Regions from separate parts of the Mus musculus genome. Here region 2 is linked to region 1. A link is a contact called in public ChIA-PET data. All regions are on one chromosome and are shown on one strand. Each heading gives the region's core, a stretch centred on a gene start, on an enhancer-like site or on the middle of the called end of the contact. The rest is flanking DNA. Distances are from core to core; before and after follow the strand shown.

Region 1 (4,107 bases), core at 957-3,456:
CAGGGTGCCATTTAAATAGAATCAACACTGTTGTGAGGGGAAAGTACCTAGAGAGTCCATCTTCTGCAGCAGTTTTCAGAATGGCAGCATCTGTAGCTCATGTACCCAACCTGACCCTTGAACTATCTACTAACAGTGGTGGGAGCTTGTAGTTGTCTGTTTCACAGGGCTCCCATAACAAATGACCACAACGTGGGCAGCCAAAACAACAGAAAGATGAGAGATTAGCAGATTGCTTTAGGGACCACATGGTAGTGATTGGAGCGGCTTAACATGGCTGTCGAAAAAGTAAAAAGTAGAAGCTTGGTGACTTTTCTTCAATAAAGCTTTATTTTCAAAACCAGGCAGTAGCCCTTCCAGGGCTCATGGGCTGAGGTTTACTGACTCCGAGCCTAGACAAAAGCACCAAGGAACAAGGTTATAGCCAACAGCTCCAGGCCTAAGGCTCAGCACGCATACTTTCAGTTATATCGAGCTGCTACTTAATCTTTATGGTAGGACATGGGGAAAATGATGCTAAGGCAGGCAATTTTTACTGTTATAATAAACTTATTTTTTAAAGAGACTTTGAAGTGTTTTCATATGTTCAGTTTTATTCCTAAGGCAACTAAAATTAAATTTTGAAAGGAAAGAACATATAGAACATAAACACGGCTTAACAAATGTTCTGACTCTAATTATGAGACCGTTCAGATGCTCTTAGGCTTCCAGGATTTACAGTGAACCTATGGGCCAGGGCTTCGTTTCTCTTTTGGCTTTTTCTGTGCCTTTCCGCCTAACTCAAGCGTCAGGAAATTCTGAGTTGAATAGTGCCCTTCAAAACTCACATCATCTTGGAACTTGTGAATGTGACTATTTTTGGAAACCCATTTCTTCGCATGAGTAATCAAGGTGAACTACTGTTTTAGAGTGGACTATAAATTCAATGGCTGCTATCTTTTCATTTTTATTTTATTGTAATAAACATGTTGACTGCATGTATCACCAGGAAGTTACATTGTGAGCTGCCATGTGGGTGCTGAGAATCGAAAACACAATTTTTTAACCATTTAGCTAGCTCTAACCCCAAATGTCTTAACCACTGAGCTAGCTCTCTAACCCCAACTGTTTTTAAAATTACTTCCTCTTTGTGCCTATGAGCAGTGTGAGTGTGTGCCCACACGAGTGCACATGGCAGGGTCCCACCTTTGGTGTGGTTCTCAGGAGCTGCCCACCTTGTTTTGGCAACAGGGTTTCTCACTGAGATCTGGGGTTTATCTATTAGGCTAGGCTGCCCAAGCATTGCAGGCAACCACAGAAGCTTTAGAGAGGCAAGAAAGGTTCGCTAAAGCTTACAGAGAGCTCCCAGTTTCTGTTACTGTAAGAGTGATACATTTCTGTTGTTTTGGCTGCCCACGTTGTGGTCATTTGTTGTGGGAACCCTGTAAAACATAGAAATACAAGCTCCCACCACTGTTAGTAGATGGTCCAAGGGTCAGGTTGGGTACATGAGCTACAGATGTTGCCATTCTGCAAACTGGAGCAGGACACAGAATCCCTGGCTAAGCACTCGGTGTGAGCTCAATCATTTCCCTGTGCTTGGCAAGCCCTCTTGCCACAAAGCAGATGAGGTAGGAACCACGTACTGACCTACAGGTGTGCAAGGTCACATGGCCCCAGTCCTCAGGAATTTTTCAAGTACTTCCTTAAAAGTAAAAGGGCTTGTAAGTGCACGACAATTGAGAAGGCAAGCGTCAGCATTTAACACAGCCATCAGAAAGAGGGTCAACTCAGCTCACACTCCGAGTCCTCCACCTGACCCCACTTTACTGTGTAAAGTGTACAGGAGCAGGGAGGACAGCACAGGCAGGTAGAGCAGGGGGCAGTGGTGCTTGTAGTGTGCTTATGTTCAGAGTATGCTGCTGAGATTTTTATTTTATAAGTAGGGCATTTTACCACCAAAAGAATGAGGCAGGGCACCACTTAGAATTTTAGGAAGATATACCTAGAATGGTATTTTATCATTAGAACATCCAACTATTTGAGTTAATCAAGCCACTAGATAAGTCCTAAGTTTGCCAAACATACCCCCCCCCTTCTTTCCCAAATTATCAAAGACAAATAGGAGCTTGAGGCAGGATTAGGAGTTCAAGAGCAGCATGGGCTGTCTGAGACACTGTGTCAACCCCTCCAAACCAGATAAACAGGAAGCACTTTACCAGAAACGACTGAGTTGTGTTGGGTCTAGAGAAGACAGGCAAAAGGAGCCTCTCTTGGGGCTGCTGGTTAGGCTCGTCTACCACTGCACTTCGGGCTCGGCTGGAGTCACCATGGGATTTCTGCAGAGGAGACGAAAGTCACAGAAACAGCTGTGTCCTGGGAGCTGCACCTGTTCCATAGTAACCCTGGCCCAACATCAGCTGCTGTGGTACCCACTCCTAAGCAGCTCCAACTTCGCTGCCATGGCCTAGAACCCGGTTTGTTTTTGTCAGAGGAGAGTGTGGTTCAAGGTAAGTCCTACAGAACTACTGCTGGTGAGAGCTCAGAGTAAGCCCGGGAAGGCGGGGTGAAAGGCTTACTGTTGGCCGCTGTGGCCCCATGGCGCTCAGGTGTTCTACTTCAACTGTTCCAATAGGTGGCAGCAGATTGTTCCGACCCAAGGTCATTGGAGAGGGAGAAGACAGTGTGTCTGCTGTCACTGGACTGAAGATCCCAGCAGCAAAACCGATATGCAAAAGTAAAGTTGTAACAACACAAAGTGATGAGAAACTTAGTAAAGTCAGTGTGCTCAGGAGGCTTGAAGCCACCCAGATTTTCAGAATAGGGGCAGCAAAGAGGGATTTTTCCCTTTCTCTCTTAAATTTCACAAATATAACTCTTCAGCTGTATCAACAGAATAATCTCATCCAGTTTTGTATTTCACCAAAACTTAAGTAAAACTCTGAGTTGGACTAAACCTGCAGACAGCACACTGTATGACTGCGTGGTCTTAGTTTTGGGCACAGCCTCAGTCTAGTCTTCTACTGAAGCCTGTTCTATGACGATTCTCACAATTACTGACACTAGCTTTACCAGGTTCCCAGAGTCTGCATTTGAAACCTACACCCGGGGTCCTCTGAGGATTTCTTCTACAGGCCATGGTGTTCCAGCGCGTGAGTGGCTTGTGCTGATCGGATGAAGGGTACGTGGTGGGGGATTGCGCCTCCTGGCAGACTGCGTTGTATATGACAAAGATGATGTACTAAGCTCCATGGCACGGTTTGGCCAATTTCGGTTTGAAAGGACGGAACTGGACCCAGGCCTCGTAAGTAGCTTGTCATCAAGATCTCTAGTGGCAAAATCAGAAACCCACAATGAAAATCACTATGTAGAAGAAGACAGGGCTCAGGGTAAAGAGCCTGAGACATTCAGGGAAGAAAAGGGCAAACTGGCTTCCAGAAGCTTACCTAAGATTCAGAGTGAGAGGCTGTTTTTAAGATGTGGGGGCTTGTTACACAGCCTAGGCCAGGCTGGAATTTGAGATCCTTCTGCTGGCCTGTCAAGTGCATGGATTGTAGTGTGTCTGTCCATGACAATGACCTGTTTTAACTCTAGCTTCCTAGGATGGAGATTTGGGAAAGCGCCCATGACCCACTTGCACAGTCACTTGTTCAGTTCTAGGAAAGGCAAGGCTGACTCAGTGCTTCTGACTCAGGGGCCTACAGGATGGGAAGCACTTTCTGAGCTGACAAAGTATCTTCAGGGTTAGATACTGAGGCGTCACTGTAGCTCTCATTCTCATATTGAGGATAGTGAGTTAAGTTGGCGGGGATCCAAAACCCTCCTCTGAGTTCTGTGGACACTGCACACATGGTGGAAACAAACCATTTAAACACACAGATAAGAGAAACGTCTAAACTGCTGGCTCATTGGAACCTAATTACAGTTTAGTCTGGAGCCTTGAAGCTGGGAACAATCAAAAGGTCCCAGCCACATGCTGCCCAATAGGAGCAGAGCAGTGGATCCCTGCAGGAAGTAGCTGCTCTCCATCAATGTCCCACTCTGTCGCCTCCTCTTCTGTCTGTGGGTTCAACTGCCATCTCTTGCTAGGTGACCTTTAAGTCAGTCGCCGAATCTGGTCTCTTCCAC
Region 2 (3,875 bases), core at 1,325-3,824, 510 kb before region 1:
GAGTTACATACATATACATAATTTTAAAAACAACAAAATAAATGTATTTTAAAGAAAGAAAGGAGGAGGAAGGGTGGAAGAAGAAAGAAAGAGGACAAAATGCGTTTTAGAAATAATCTCACCTCTAGCAAGGACCATTGTCAACTTAGCATGTATTCATTTTTTAAACTTCTTAAGACTATTATTATTATTATTATATTTTATGTGTGTGGATATTTTGCCTGTGCACCACATTTGTGCCCACCCGGTGCCTGTAGAGGCCAGAAGAGGGCATTGGAACTGAAATTCAAGACAATTGGGAGCCACCAGGTGAGCATTGGGAATCAAACCCAGGTAAGCCAGTGCTCTACGCCTAAGCCATCTCCTGCTTCTCGTGTATGCTTCCTGATCAGCCGAAGCAGTCTAATGACTACTGAAGGCCAGCCTGGCTGTTTGCAGAGCCCGGTCTTCGGAAGTCTGGTGCCATCCCTGCCGGCTGCGTATTATTTACTGTCAGCCTCCGAATCCCTGAGCGATCGATCCTTTACTGCTCTGACCTTCCTGGTGGATCTTCTTGCTTTCAGCTCTGCAGCATGTAAAAACAGCTTTTCTGATTTGGTGTGGTGTGGCGTTGTGTTTTGTTGTTTTGTTCCGCTTTGCTTTTTTTCCTCCTGTTTTTTCTTTCATTTTTAAAAAAAAAATACAGAGTCTTATGTGTCCTGGGCTAGCCCATAGAAGCGAGTCCTGGGCTAGCCCATAGAGGAAAGGGTGTTTTCACCTCCCAGCTGCTGAGATTACAGGCAGCTCAAACCAGCTTTTCAATATTTAATTTCCTGGCCCTTCAAGTCAACTACTGTTACAAGTTCCCTAGTTTTATCTACACTAATTTACAGATTATACCTCTTCAGAAAAACAAAAAACAAAAAACCCTTTTAAGCCAGACTCTACGCTTAGAGCATTAACTGCAAACGTGGTAACCAGCAGGGGGTCCCAGTGAGCCCAGAGGCCCTGCTGTTCAGAGAACAGTCTCCCACATGTGATGAGAACTGGGGTCCTTTGTTTCAGAATTACTATCTTGAGACTTCCTTTTCAAAAGTAGGGGTGTGTTCCACAGACCGAGTGACTCCCAGATACAGAGGTAAAGGGGTGCACTGCCACAAATGCTTTGGTAGAACCAGATGCGATGATCTCACCAGTAAGCCAGCGCAGGAGAGGCTCCGGGAGAAGATCAAACATTTGAAGCCAGCCTGAGCTCCATAGCAAGACCCCATCTTGAAATAAAACCAAAAAGCTTTGATGGAGGGTGGGGTAGAGTATGTCCTGGAAGAAGAGAAGCCAGAGACAAACTTTGCCTGCCTTGTAGTTTAGCCGAGTCTCCTGAACACCGAGGGTGGGTTATTTCTTTGTTTATACATTTATTTTGCAAGAGTCTCACTGTATAGCCCTCACTGGCCTCGAACTCACTATGCAAATCAGGCTGGCCTCAAACTCATTATCTGGCAGGATAATGATCTGAATGCCTCTGCCTCTCAAGTGCTAGGATTAAAGGCTTGTACCACCATGCCCATGTTGGACTATTGGGCTTCGTAAGAACTTGAGTTAACGGGACAATTCTGTTTATCCTGAGTCTTGAGCTTGTCTCTGCTCCTCATTTGGAAACTGAACATACCCCAGGAGAGCAGATCTGCCTCTTTTAAGGGAAGAGAATCACAGAAGAGTAAACTCAGGGTGGCGTGTGACTCAGGAACTAGTTGTGATGAGAAGCCAGTGGTACACACCCTCCTCACATGGCAGCTCTGCCTGCTGCCTTCCTCAAGAGGAACAAGAAGTGGATGCTCTATGTCTGAGGGGTTTTTTGCTTTGGTTTTTTTTTTTTTGTTTTGTTTTGTTTTGTTTTTTTGTTTTTTTCTTCCAATAGCTGCAGATACTGATGGCCTATTTTTGATCTGTTCCTGTCACTGTCTCCTCCGTGGAGGGGACAGTTGGCCCCACAGGTTGACCGCTGAGCTTGAGCCTCAGGCTGGCAGGGAGGCTGCAGCTCAAAACACCGGGGCACCCAGGGGAAACATTATCCTGCCAGAGCCGAACAAGGAACTGAGTGTTTAGAATAACTTCAAGAAAGTCGTGGGCGTTTCCTCTGTCAGGGAAACAAGAAACCACAGTGAGATAATGGATAGCTATATTCAGGTCACAGATTATCAGCTGCCACTGCTGCTTCCTGTTCAGAATTCGATGAAACTTTCTAGTCACTGAGCCTTGTGGGTACTGTGAGGGTGAGTGCTATAGGGCTTCAGAGTTCTGCCTGGGGCTCTGGCTTAGCCCAGAGGTGGGAACTGGGTCTTTTTGGGGGCTGGGTGGGGGGTGGACAAAGCTTCACATGTCAGTCCTTATTTGTTTGCTGTCTGTTTTGTTTTGTTTCTGAGGCATGGTCTTATGTAGGCTAAGCTGGATTCAGACTCTATGCACCAAGGATGGCCTTGAACTTCTGCTCCTTGTATATCTACCTCTTGAGTGCTGGAATTGCCTGTGTGCACCACCACAGCCAGTGTGTGCTGTGCTAGGGATAGAACTGACGACTTCCTACAAGTTAACCAAACCTCCTACCAGCTGAGCCACACCCCAAGCCCTGGGATCCAGTTCTTAAAAGAGAAGATGGTGGATAAGGGACCAAGAGCAAGGGTTATTTTTTTTTTTTTTTACTACGTTTACAGTATTTGTCAGGCTCTTGAGCTACGAGATTTCCGTGCATTCGCCTGGTTGATTCCAAAAACCACCTATGAGAAAGTAATGTCCATACGTGACAGTGCCACACCTGGGAACCAGACCGGGACTTTTCTATTTTCTCCCTCCTCTGTCCCCCCTTTTCTTCCTTCCTCTCCTCTTTCTTTCCTTCTTCCCTCTTCTTCTTCAACTTCTCTCTCTTTCTCTTTCTAATTTACATACATTTCTATCATTCCTTGGAGTTCTGTCATTCATACCTCTTTCCAGAAAATAGTTGCTGCTGCTCTGACTCCCAGACACACTAATTTTTAATATTTGTTTGTTTGTTTATTGGTTTTAGGAGACAGGATTTCTCACATAGTTCTGGCTGTCCTGGAACTCACCAAGTAAAGCAGTAGGGGTTCAAACTCAAAGATCCAGTGCCCCCCCCTCCTGAGTGGGATTAAAGGTGTGTGCCGCCACCACCACCTGGCAATAACCAAAGGTTTTGGCTTCTGTCCTCCAGTGTTGGTTTTTACTCATTCCTGAACTTCAGACCAGTATTCTTGTATCCAGCTTGATTTTCTTCACAAAGTCTATCTGAGATGTATATATAGTGTATGTACCACCATGTTGCTCCAATTTTACTACCAAGTAGCATTCCATTTTGTGAATTTACACTTCAGTTTATTTATCTAGTGGATTTGGATCCCCTGCCCCAGTTTTAGGTTATTTTGAATAACACTGCCATGAACAGTCTCCTTAGTTGGGGATATTTAACATTTTATTAAACACTGTAGTGTCAGAGATATGGGGGCCATCCCATACTCCCAGAAACCCTAGACCAGTGTTCTAGTTCTTTCACACTCTTGACAACACACAAAATTATTGTTCTGTTCATCTCAGCCGTTACAGTGAGTGCAAGAATTGGGTCTTTCTGATTCCAAAGCCTATGCAGCATTATAAAATCCTGGGGTGGAGCTCCTGCTGTATGTGTGGCTCTCTGTGGTGGAGGGGAATGAGAGAACAGAGAGATGCACTCCTGGCAGAAGGAATGGAAAGGGACTGCTTAAGACAGCTGGGTGCCAAGAAGCCAGCCTCCTCTATCATTTCTTGATTGGGTGCAACATGCCATTTTCTAGGAACAGCACTGCTGGAGAAAGCTCTCTTGTGGCTTCTGGTACAAAGGCATGCCA

The links. ChIA-PET counts read pairs in DNA pulled down with a chosen protein or histone mark.
Region 2: an RNA polymerase II ChIA-PET map of memory CD8 T cells shows a contact between it and region 1, with 24 read pairs. The contact joins two enhancer-like sites. A contact is called at or near these places in 3 of 115 datasets of contacts at active chromatin or transcription factors (double positive thymocytes, memory CD8 T cells and pancreatic cancer cells).

What each region holds. Positions count from the first base shown.
Region 1 is chr14:20,376,975-20,381,081 of GRCm38.p6, reverse strand. Fam149b (family with sequence similarity 149, member B) reads right to left here. Exons shown (of 14, transcript NM_001024512.2): 10 at 3,083-3,307; 11 at 2,559-2,682; 12 at 2,199-2,318. Among named protein-coding and RNA genes, the nearest start is that of Gm30054, 9.7 kb to the right of the region's middle. Within about 2 kb of position 2,206, at least 108 of the 459 cell types and tissues checked have an H3K27ac peak or open chromatin away from gene starts, as enhancers often do. A contact at or near this core is called in memory CD8 T cells, where this site is marked.
Region 2 is chr14:20,883,575-20,887,449 of GRCm38.p6, reverse strand. No RefSeq gene overlaps it. Among named protein-coding and RNA genes, the nearest start is that of Gm30212, 2.9 kb to the left of the region's middle. Within about 2 kb of position 2,574, at least 21 of the 459 cell types and tissues checked have an H3K27ac peak or open chromatin away from gene starts, as enhancers often do. A contact at or near this core is called in memory CD8 T cells, where this site is marked.